2 separate regions of the Pan troglodytes genome follow, and region 2 is linked to region 1. The links are chromatin contacts, called in public Hi-C maps. All regions are on one chromosome and are shown on one strand. Each heading gives the region's core, a stretch centred on a gene start, on an enhancer-like site or on the middle of the called end of the contact. The rest is flanking DNA. Distances are from core to core; before and after follow the strand shown.

Region 1 (5,682 bases), core at 2,952-5,451:
AATTTGAAGAAATTTTACATAGTCTTTGAAGCATTGGGTATGAAGCGTTCAAACATTATGGAATTCAGAAATGCAACATAGTATTCCTGAATGGTGACTTTGCTGAAGCTTTAAATTCCATTGCCATCTGAGCTTTTCCTGAATAAACAAATATTCTATAATTTTCTAAATACTTTTCTCTGGTTCCTTTTATCCTCACCTGTAGGCCACCCAATTTCCAAAATCAGCATATTGACACTCTGGTAATGCCACTGTTGACAAGACCAACTCCCAGTCTTTAAACAAGGAATTTTAAAGCACTCGTTTACCTTGAACTGGGTACTTCTTATCCGAGTTAAATTCATTAACATGACTCCTGAATTAACTCCTGCAGAGCCATAGAAAGGATGCCTAGCAAAGCGGCTGTACCAGCCAATCTTGGGGATTTCGTGCTCAGGGGCCATGGCTGCAAGCTGGGTGGAATTAAACAGCCTCAGAAGCTTCCAGATGTCATCAACAGGTCTCAGAAAGAGGACATCGGTGTCCACGTAGAGAAGTGAGTCCACATCCTTTAAAATCACCTTTGTGTGTAAGGAGTGGGTGTAAAGGGGAGAGGAGGGAAGAAAACAAAACAAAAACAGGTCAGAAACAAAGGAAGTAGCCTGATAGGTAAATAATGCTACCAACTTTTGTTGATTTCGTATTAAATTCTGGAAAGGTACCACTCTTAGCTTCCACTCCTTCCTTCTCCTTTGACTTGAGGAATGAGTGTCGATCAAGAGGTAGAGACTTAAAAGAAGATAAATCTTGGTCTGGATTAGCCCAATTCTGGGACCCTGGACTATATTTGATAAGGGTTGAACTTACAAAAAAATAAAAACGTCAGCAAATTATTGTGGCTCTCACTTCTTCCATCTTCCAATAAGGCCACTTGCTTTTCTCTCTTAGGTTTTCCTTGGAACATCCAGTGTGGCATTAGAAAACTCGAAGTGGACAATCTCTATTTATTTACTTATTTATTTTTGAGATGGAGTCTCACTCTGTCGCCCAGGCTGGAGTGCAGTGGCCTGATCTTGGCTCACTGCAACCTGAAGTGGACAATCTCTAAAGCAGCTCATACCAAGCCTTGGGGGTAAATACTCTCCATCTTTGGATCCATTTCTTCTAGTGTTAATGGGGGGCCCTGCATCTTTTAAAATATATATAAATATATATAAATATAAATACACACACACACACACACACACACAGGCTGGGAGCAGTGGCTCACTTTGGGAGGCCAAGGCAGGCGGATCACGAGGTCAAGAGATGGAGACCATCCTGGCCAACATGGTGAAACCCCGTCTCTACTAAAAATACAAAAATTAGCTGGGCGTGGTGGTATGCGCCTGTAGTCCCACCTACTCAGGAGGCTGAGGCAGAAGAATCGCTTGAACCCGGCGGGGGGCGGAGGTTGCAGTGAACCAAGATAGCACCACTACACTCCAGCCTGGCAACAGAGCAAGACTCCATTTCAAAATTAAAAATTAAAAAAATATATAGTTTGCAGATGAGGGTCTTGCTCTGTTGTCCAGGTTGCAGTGCAGTGACATGCTCTTGGCTCACTGCACTCTCAATCTCCTGGACTCAAGTGGTCGTCCCACCTCAGCCTCCCGAGTAGCTAGGACGACAGCTACACACCACCATGCCTGGCTTTTTAAATTATTTGTGGAGACGAGGTGTTGTTATGTTGTCTGGGCTGGTCTTAAACTCCTGGACTGAAGTGATCCTCCCACCCTGGCCTCCCAAAGTGCTGGGATCACAGGTGTGAGTCACTGTGACCTGCCTAAAATGTATTTTTAGCTAAGATTTGGTCTTGGGATTAGGCAATGCAAGTCATTGGCTAGCTTTGTTTGTATATCAGCATGCGGCAACCTTTTTCCTCTAAAGGGCCAGATAGTAAATATTCCAGGCTCTGTTGCAACTCCTCAAATCTGCTGTTGTAACATGAAAGCAGCCACTGATAACAGATAAACAATGAGAGTGGGCCGGGCACAGTTTCTTCAAAACAACAGAATTTGAAGATTCTAATTTCAATCCTAGCACTTTGGGAGGCCGAGGCGGGCAGATAGCTTGAGCCCAGGAGTTCAAGACCAGCCTGGGCAAATGGTGAAACCCCACCTTTATCAAAAAGTAGAAAAATTAGCCAGGCATGGTGGCATGCGTCTATAGTCCAAGCTACTCAGGGAGCTAAGGTGGGAGGGTTGCTTGAACCTGGGAGGCAGAGGTTGCAGTGAGCCAAGATCACACCACTGCACTCCAGCCTGTGCGACAGAGACTCTGTCTCAAAATAATAATAATAATGACAATAATAATAATAAGAGAATGGCTGTGTGTCTTAATAAAAGTTTATTTCAGGACATGGAAGTTTGAATTTCATATAATTTTCAGATATCACAAAATATCCTTCTTTTGATTTTTCAACCATATGAAATGTAAAAGCCACTCCTGGCTCACAGGCTGTGGTTTGCTAACCTCTGCTTGGAGGATTCAAGCCACCTTAGGTAAATTAGTTCTCCTGTGCGAACTGCTTAGCTTTCCAGAGCTTTGCTGGGTGATTTGAGACTTCAAAGCCTTAGTAGTGGCATTATTTGCTTTGTTTTGCCATTGTTCCTCAAACTTTGGGGTAGCTTAACCAAGGAAGGATTTGAATCTTCCTGGATCCTTGGCCTAACATCATCCCAACACCATAACACTTATGGACTGAATGTCTGTGTCCCCAACGTTCATATGTTGAAGTCCTAACCCACAATGTGATGGCTTTTGGAAAGGGGCCTTTGGGAGATAATTGGGTTTAGCTGAGGTCAGAAGGATAGGGCCCTCAAGATGGGATCAGTGCCCTTATAAGAAGAGACACCAGAGAGTGCTCTCTCTCTCACTGCCATGTGAGGACAGAGGGAGAAGGTGGCCATTTGCAACCCAGGAAGAGGCTCCATCACCACAACCTGACCATGCTGACACCCTGATCTCAGACTTCCAGCCTCCAGAACCATGAGAAAATAAATTTCTGTTGTTTCAGCCACCCAGTCTTGTATTTTGTTATGGCAGCCCAAGCAGACTAGTATAACCTGCCACTGGGATCCCCAATATTTAAAATTGATGAACATGGGTGCTACATGATACAAGTATCAAAGGAATTTCAGACTTGAGTAATTCTGAAGCCCACAGAATTAGCCACAGGATTTATCTTTTGTTCTTCACCTACTAGAGGAATGGATGTTGCAAACCAATAAAATGAAATTAAAAATACTGATCATCTACCGTTTCATAAATGAAGATTATCTTAACATCCATTTTAAGAATTTGAAGATTCTAAGCCAGGCACGGTGCCTGGGAGGCTGAGGCAGGCAGATCACTTTAGGTCAGGAGCTTGAGACCAGCCTGGCCAATATGCTGAAACCCTGTCTCTACTAAAAATACAAAAATTAGCCAGGGGTTGTGGTGTGTGCCTGCAATTCAAGATACTCGAGAGGCTGAGGTACAAGAATCGCTTGAGCCCAGGAGGTGAGGGTTGCAGTGAGCCGAAATGATGACACTGCACTCCAGCCTGGGTGACAGAGTGAGACTCTGTCTCAAAAAAAAAAAAAAAAAAAAAAAGCTGGGCATGATGTCACGTGCCTGTAATTCCAGCTATTCAGGAGGCTGAGGCAGGAGAATCCCTTGAACCCGGGAGGCAGAGGTTACAGTGAGCCGAGATCGTGCCACTGCACTGTAGCCTGGGAGACAGAGTGAGTAAGACTCTGTCTCAAAAACAAACAAAACAAAACAAAAAAACAAAAAGATAAACAAAACAAAACAAAAAAACAGAATTTGAAGATTCTAATTTCAAAATTAGGAAGAATGCTGTATATTGACTGCTTCTTAAACTAAGCATTTAAAGTTTCAGCATGCTCATTTTGGTATGTAGATCATATTTCAAAGGAACACACAAAAGTAGCCCTAAGGGTACATCTCAGAGAAATGTGAGAAAACAGCACTTAAGAATCGTGAGTCTGGTATTCCTGAGTTCAAGTCTTGGCAGCCTGAGGTAATACCCTCATGACTTCAGACAAGTTCCTCAGTTTACCACCCACCCAGGTTGTTACAAGGATGCAGTGAAATGAAACCCACAAAGTACTCAGTACAGTGGCTGGCACATAGTAAGTACTCAATAGATAGTGGTTTTGTAAGAAGTCTCTGTGTTTTCGCTTTTAAAATGTCAAGTATAATTAGTTACCGTTCGCATCAATGCTCACAGCACTTCAAAACATGTGTCAACCACAAAAAGCCTTTTATGTAGTCAGAGTCAAGCAGTGCAATGAAGTTTTTGAACCTTCCTAATATGATCCACTCAGTACCTTGACTGAAAATAAGTACATCAGGACTTTTTACTCTTTATCTGAAAAAACAAAAGACCAAAAAAAAAAAAAATCACTTTTTGATAACATTGCATCTCTAGAGGCTAATTCTGCAGCAATTACTGCTGGTATTAATTTGAAGAGGATCATTGTTGGCCATGTTATAATGGGATGTGGGATATTTACCGAAAGGATATAAAATTAGCCATTCTAATTCCTTTATGGAAATTAGCCAGCACTAGCAATGAGGCCTTTGTTTTTTTAGAGTAAGGGGCGGGGTTAAAAGGCAGCACACAATAGTACTCTGTACCCGATGCTGCTGGCTATAATGTAATGGATCTTCCTGCTCCTGCCCCATGCACCACCCTAACCTGGGCACCCACCTCCAGTGAACCCTGCTCAGCCATCTGCACCAAGTGTGAGCCAAAGCCTGGCCATGGGCAGTAAGACGATCAGGGGCTCACCAGTGCACCTTCAAATTCATTTTCAATTTGTTGTAATTCTAGTCTGAATTTGACAGTATGACTTGGTGGTTAAAAGTTTTAGGTTTGAAATCTGACAACCTGCGTTCAAATTCCATTTCCACCACTAACTATGTGATCTTGAACAAGCTCTTTTGGCCCATTTTTTTTTTAGACAGGGTTTCACTCTGTCACCCAGGTTGGAGTGCAGTGGTGCAATCATAGCTCACTGAGCCTTGACCTCCTGGGCTCAAGTGTTCCTCTCATATCAGCCTCCTGTGTAGCTGGGTCCACAGGCATGAGTTACCGCGGCCAGCTAATTTTTTCTTTTCTTTTTTTGAGATGAAGTCTCGCACTGTCGCCTGGGCTGGAGTGCAATGGCGTGATCTCAGCTCACTGCAACCTCCGCCTCCTAGGTTCAAGCGATTCTCCTGCCTCAACCTCTGGAGTAGCTGGGATTACAGGTGTGTGCCACCATACCTGGCTAATTTTTGTATTTTTATTAGAGACGAGGTTTCACCATGTTGGCCAGGCTGGTCTCGAACTCCTGACCTCAAGTGATTCGCCCGCCTCAGCCTCCCAAAGTCCTGGGATTACAGGTGTAAACCACTGTGCCCAGCTGCTAATTTTTTTGTTTTTTTGTAGAGACAGGCTCTTGGTTTGTTGCCAGGTTGGTCTTGAACTCCTGGGCTCAAGTTATCCTCCTGCCTTGGCCTCCCAAAGTGCTGGGATTACAGGCATAAGCCACCATGCCTGGCCTGCTTAAGCATTCTAAGTCTCAGTTTCCTCTTCCTGTAAATGGGATTGATAACCCATTTCATAATGCTGCCAGGATGATTAAATGAGATGATGTGTGTGAAGCCCCT
Region 2 (5,930 bases), core at 1,552-4,051, 45 kb before region 1:
GAAAGCAGTGTGTACAAACCTGATAAACTGAGTAAGACGTTTTAAGTACTCATCTCCAAATAGTTTGATATCATCTTGTATATCAAAAAACAGCCAAAAGTAAAATGCTATTTGGCTTGACATTGTTGACAGGGCTAAGTCTGTGCCGACTAGCAATTCAAGAGGAATAGTGGCAGTCTAAGCATTTATGTTTTAGGGATTAATTTATTTTTGAAAGATGGCATGTGGTCATTTTTAGGCTTATCTATATAAGCACAAATTAACAGTTTTACATTGTTCTAAATCAAGATGTTCTATATGAAACCCTAATGCAAAGGTAAAAATGACTTCCCCCCAAGAGGGTCCCATTTTTTAATGTAATAAATAGAAATACAAGATTGAACACATCACAGTGACGTTCTCAAAATGACTGGTGTATTTTAATAGAATACTAAGGAGACTCAGCTTGCAGGCATGACCATTAAATCAAGCACTGAGGCAGCAAAGGTTTTTTTCTTTCTAAAATTAGGCTAGTTGTTAAAAGGCTAGACTACAACCATAAGCAAATCTTGTGAGAAATGAACACTTGCTAATAATAAAGCCAGAGAAATTATACAATACTTGCTGAAAGCTACACTCATACTGGGCAGATAACCCACTTATTAACACTGAAACCATAGAAACCTACCCCTTTCCTGCTGCCCCAGCCCCCACCCAAAGACTACAAAAAGAAGTCATCAAAGATGCACTGTTCTCTACAAATAAACTTAGCCAGATTGTGTCTACCACACAAACTGCAAAACAATGACCTGGAATGTTCCTTCTGAACACAGCCCTAACTTTATAGTGTAAGTTTCAGATTCAGAACATTTGGAAACGAGCTTAATAAAATGCTGAGCATATGTAACAAGTCAGCTATCTTAGAAAGTCTACAAGTCAAAACTGTAGCATCTGGAATTTGTCAGATAATCACAGAGTCCTCCAGACGATAAATAGAAGTGACACTTTAAACACCTACATATGCAAATATGACCAAAAAAAGGCTGGACACACGACAATATGAGAAAATACCACCAAGACTCTGAAACAGAATCAAAGCCACAAAATTCTAGGAATAAGCCTATTTGTTATGGCCAAAAAGGGTCATAATGGAATAGGCATTCTTCCTTTCTCTGGCTCGTTAAGACTAATACATTCTCTAAGCGTGCCAAAGCCTAGCTATAAAGAAAATTTTAACATACACAAGTTTTTAAAATCCGTTACAGACCATGTATAAAGTAAGTAAGCGTATACGTTCTTTAAATGTAAATATATAAATTATTTAAATGACCAGGACTTCTACAATTTAGAATGAATTATTTAATTATCCCAAAATATACTTTTTTCCCTTTCCTGAGCAATTCTTAATAATGCACTGGTCTATAACGACAAATGCATGTTTTCAACTCACATTGTTTCTCCAGTCTTGGCTACATGACAAAGAAACTGATCCAGGACAGGACAAACTTCCTTTTTCCCCCTCTTCTCAAAATCTAGATGAAAGAAGAAAAAAAAACGTTATCAGTTTTCTCAAAAGCGCTCTAAAAACAAACTTTCCTCCTAGTCCTTTACCTTATTAAAAATCAATTAAATACAAAATTAAAAAAATAAGGCCTCTCAACCAAATTACCACCTCAATCCTCCAAGTTCTACTTCCAACATGTCACCCTCTTTACAGATAACAAGAATCCTCCTAAAGGGGGCACTCAACTTCACAAACCATTTTTAACGCAGTGCTTCTCGAAGTGTGGTCCGGGGGAACACCAGCATTATATTAAGCTGGGAATCCAGCGACAATAAAAATCCCCAGGCCCCGACTCCCACCAATTGTTCATCTAAGTCCATAAATCTGCCTTTCTAAGAAGCACCAACTACTCCAAGTTGCCGTCCCCAAATGATTGTGAATGTCAAAGAATAATTCTCAAAACGCTGAAATCTCTCTATTCGAAGTTTGTAAGCCACTGTTCTCAAGCCTGTTGCGTGGAAGGCGTGCAATCAAGAACAGTGAAGGCAACCACCTCGAAATTAGGGCGCGGAAGGATGACTTCAAAAGCCCTGAAAAAGGCATACTGAGACAACTTAAAAGTTGCGATGCCACCCCCTACCCCCGCCCCCACCAACCGTTTACTTTTTCTCCCACCCCAACGCCTAGCGTGCGGGTAGCCTGGTGGAGAAAGGAGGATGTCTGGGAGGGAGGGGTCTGCGGGTCCGCGACTCGTCCCCTGAACGGGTGGGAGAAAGACTGGGGCCCCCGCAAGAGCTTCCCCGGCTCCCCTCCCCCAGCCCAGACGCCGGCGGCCGACACAAAGCCAGAGCGGGGCGGGAGGGAGCTGCCCACAGGGCTCCCCGCCCCTGGGGAGGTGGAGGGGGATGGGAGCCCGGGAAGCACTCTCCCCACGCCGCGCCCGGCCCCGGTCCTCGGAACCATCCGCCCTGAAAGGAGAGAAGAGCGAGCCGGAGAAGGTGAGGGGGAATGAAGAGGGGGCAGCTACCCCCACCTTTCAGCGCCTCCTGGAGCCTCTCGACGTCCATGGCTTCCCGGAGTCCCTCACAGCCTCCGCCTCCCTCCGCGGGTCTCCTGGGGACCGGAACGCCTCCCCCCACCCCCCCGACGCCCTCCCCCTCCCTCGCACACACTCCGGCACGCAGGCGACCGGGGGGGGGAAACGAAGGGAGCCGGGGGAAGCGTGCGAGAGCGAGACCGACAGAGCGAGCACCTCCCCAAGCCGCTACCACCAACCCTCCAACATGGCGCCCGCTACGTCACCGCGCGCACGCTCCCTGCCGCCGTCCTCGCTCCCGCCGCGCGCTCCGGCCCGGAACCCGAGAGCGCGTGCGCGGCCGAGGCGTGACGCTGGGGCCCAGTGGCGGCTGCGTCCCGGCGGCTTGCCGAGCCTCAGCCCGAGCCTCAGCCCCAGCCCCAGCCCCAGCCCCAGGCCCAGGCTCCGCGGAGCTGAAGACTGGACGGTCAGGCGAGAGGGTTGCAGGCGGACTCCTAGGCTTTGAATCCCTGCCATTTCCTCTCTGTGTGAACTTAAGCTACTTACTTCGCCTGTCTGAGCCTCATTTTCCCCATCTGTACAGTGAGGGCACTGGTACCGATGCCCTATGCAGTTGCTGTGAGAATTCAGTGTATACACTTCACGTTCAGAATGCGCCTAAAAAACGTAGAGCGAGGCCGGGCAGGGGGCTCAGGCCGGTGATCCCAACACTTTGGGAGGGAGGCCGAGGCGAGAGGATCGCTTGAGCCCAGGAGTTCGAGACCAGTCTGGGTAACAAAATGACCCCGCTCCCGCGCCCTTCTCTATATAAAAATAAATACAGGCCCGGCGCGGTGACTCAAGCCTGTAATCCCAGCACTTTGGGAGGCTGGGGCGGGCGGAGCACCTGAAGTCAGGAGTTGAAGACCAACCTGGCCAACATGGCGAAACCCCGTCTCTACTAAAAATACAAAATGTAGTCGGGCGTGGTCGTTCGTGCCTGTAATCCCAGTTACTCGGGAGGCTGAGGCACGAGAATCGCTTGAATCCAGGAGGCGGAGGTTGCAGTGAGCCGATATCGCGCCACTGCACTCCAGCCTAGGCGACAAAGCGAGACTGTTTCAAAAAAAAAATAATAAAATTAAAAATACATACATACACTAAGCATTGCTAATAATCCTAACAAGAATACCTCCCTGCTTAACCCAACGTTCGTTCGTCACTGGCCCACCTGTGGCAAGAAGTAATGTATACAGCAAAGTCATTAAGAGCTCAAGGTTTGGAATCAATATTCAAATCCCAACTCAACTACTTACTCCTTGTGTGGCCCTGAAGTAGTTACCTAAACTCAGGCAGCTTCAGGGTTCTTATTTATAAAATGAGGGTTGTAAAACGGCCACGAGGATTGAGTGAAATGGCAAATGTGAAACATTTGGCACAGTGCGTGAAACCTGGAACACTCAACGTGGCTGGGTTTTTATTACCACTGTTATCATTATTACATGACATAATCTCCCAGGAGGTAGGAGAGGGCGGAAACCTCAGAAGTCCTCTGCAGCCCTGACATTTTACAAATGGGAAAGCTGTGTCACAGGCAGCAAGTCTGGGGAGACAGAACTAGAACCCAGAACCCAAATCATCTGGCTCCCAGCCAGTGCGTGGACATTTTTATACTCATCTGTGAGCTTTTAAAAGAAAAGGTACTGCCCGGGCACGGTGGCTCACACCTGTATTCCCAACACTTCGGGAGTCTGAGGCAGGCGGATCACCTGAGGTCAGGAGTTTGATACCAGCCAGGCCAACATGGCAAAACCCTGTCTCTGCTAAAAATACAAAAAAAAAAAAAAAAAAAAAAAAAAAAATTAGCTGGGCTTGGTGGCGGGCACCTGTAATCGCAGCTACTCGGGAGGCTGAGGCAGGAGAATCCCTTGAACCCTGGAGGCTGAGGTTGCAGTGAGCCGAGATACTCCAGCCACTGTACTCCAGCCTGGGCACGACAGAATGGGACTCCGTCTCAAAAAAAAAAAAAAAAAAAAAAAAAAAAGAGAGAGAGAGAAAGAAAAGAAAAGGTATTGCGTTGTTCCACCTCCTCTTCCCAAAACCCAGCATAGCACAAAGTCATGGAAGGAAGGAGGGGAGAGAAGGACCAAGGGAGGGAAGGAAGGTTATTGTTTGGTCTAAGAAGATGCAAGTTTGGACACAGCCTTTACACTGTTGACCCTCTTAAAAGACAGTGGGTCTGACCCTGATCCTAGGTGGTAGATGTAGGCAAAAGACATTCACACCCAAAATAGCTCTCTCAAATTGTGCCATCAGAGAACCAGTCCCCTGTGTCTTTAGACCTTCATTGTTCAGAGCATCTAGCTCAATTACAAATATCCTTGCAGAGAGAGGGAATAGGGTAGCACATCAAGCACTTGGCCAGCACTTGCCAGGCACCAGGTTTAGTTTATCCAGGTCCCTTCCAGTCTGAAAGGGCCTACTGCCTACATGGCAAAGCTTAGCCTCTCCTTCTATCTGCCACTCTACTATTCAGAAGGGTCTCTTACTGTAAGAGCTCTGCTGTACAGTAGATATTAGCCATGTGTGAATATTGAAATTTAAATTAATTAAAATTAAATAAAATTTAAAATTCAGTTCCTGAGTTCTTCAATAAAAATCCAATTCTTTTTTTCTTTTTTCTTTTTCTTTTTTTTTTTTTGAGACGGAGTCTTGCTCTGTCGTCCAGGCTGGAGTGCAGTGGCGTGATCTCAGCTCACTGCAACCTCTGCCTCCCGGGTTCAAGCAGTTCTCTGCCTCAGCCTCTCCAGTAGCTGGGATTACAGGCTCCCACCACCACACCCAGCTAATTTTTGTATTTTTAGTAGAGATGGGGTTTCACCATATTGTCCAGGCTGGTCTTGAACTCTGGACCTTGTGATCCACCCGCCTCAGCCTCCCAAAGTGCTGGGATTACAGGTGTGCGCCACCGCCCCTGGCCTAAAAATCCAATTCTTTGGTCATACCAGCCACATTTTAAGTGCTCAGTAGCTACATGTGGCTAGTGGCTCCTGTATTGGATAGTTCAGATAAAGAAAATTTCATTATTGCAAAAAGTTCTATTGGAACTTTCTGTTGGAGAACACATTATGCTAATTTCTAACACTTTGTTTTGTCCCTTTCATTGCTGTCAGCTTAACTGAATTTCTTATGGTTTTTCAGATCCCACCTGGTCTTCAGATAATCAAGGCTTGTGCCCCTCTGGTTAGCTCCTCCTCTCCAATGCACTTTGCTACGTTCCTCTGCAAATTCAGATCTCTACTTAAACACCACTTCCTCTGGTACACTTTCCACGATTCCCTTAGGCTGTCATTGCTGTGTGCACTTTGTCGCCCGTCATTGACCTTATCCAGTGTCTGGAAGTCAAGATTACAAGGGGAGAAGAGGCAAAAG

What was found. A called contact is a pair of places that touch in the nucleus more often than the background predicts.
Region 2: a contact with region 1 is called in a Hi-C map of blood, with 2.6 times the contacts expected there. The contact joins the promoter of PPP4R2 here to the enhancer-like site in region 1. A contact is called at or near these places in 2 of 7 Hi-C or Micro-C datasets (blood and stem cell-derived neural progenitor cells) and 1 of 1 datasets of contacts at active chromatin or transcription factors (stem cell-derived excitatory neurons).

What each region holds. Positions count from the first base shown.
Region 1 is chr2:76,946,935-76,952,616 of NHGRI_mPanTro3-v2.0_pri, reverse strand. GXYLT2 (glucoside xylosyltransferase 2) reads right to left here. Exons shown (of 7, transcript XM_516584.9): 4 at 309-560. Among named protein-coding and RNA genes, the nearest start is that of PPP4R2, 44 kb to the left of the region's middle. Within about 2 kb of position 4,201, at least 7 of the 24 cell types and tissues checked have an H3K27ac peak or open chromatin away from gene starts, as enhancers often do.
Region 2 is chr2:76,990,645-76,996,574 of NHGRI_mPanTro3-v2.0_pri, reverse strand. PPP4R2 (protein phosphatase 4 regulatory subunit 2) reads right to left here and starts at 2,801. Exons shown (of 9, transcript XM_003309888.7): 1 at 2,517-2,801; 2 at 1,430-1,511. The coding sequence starts at 2,550.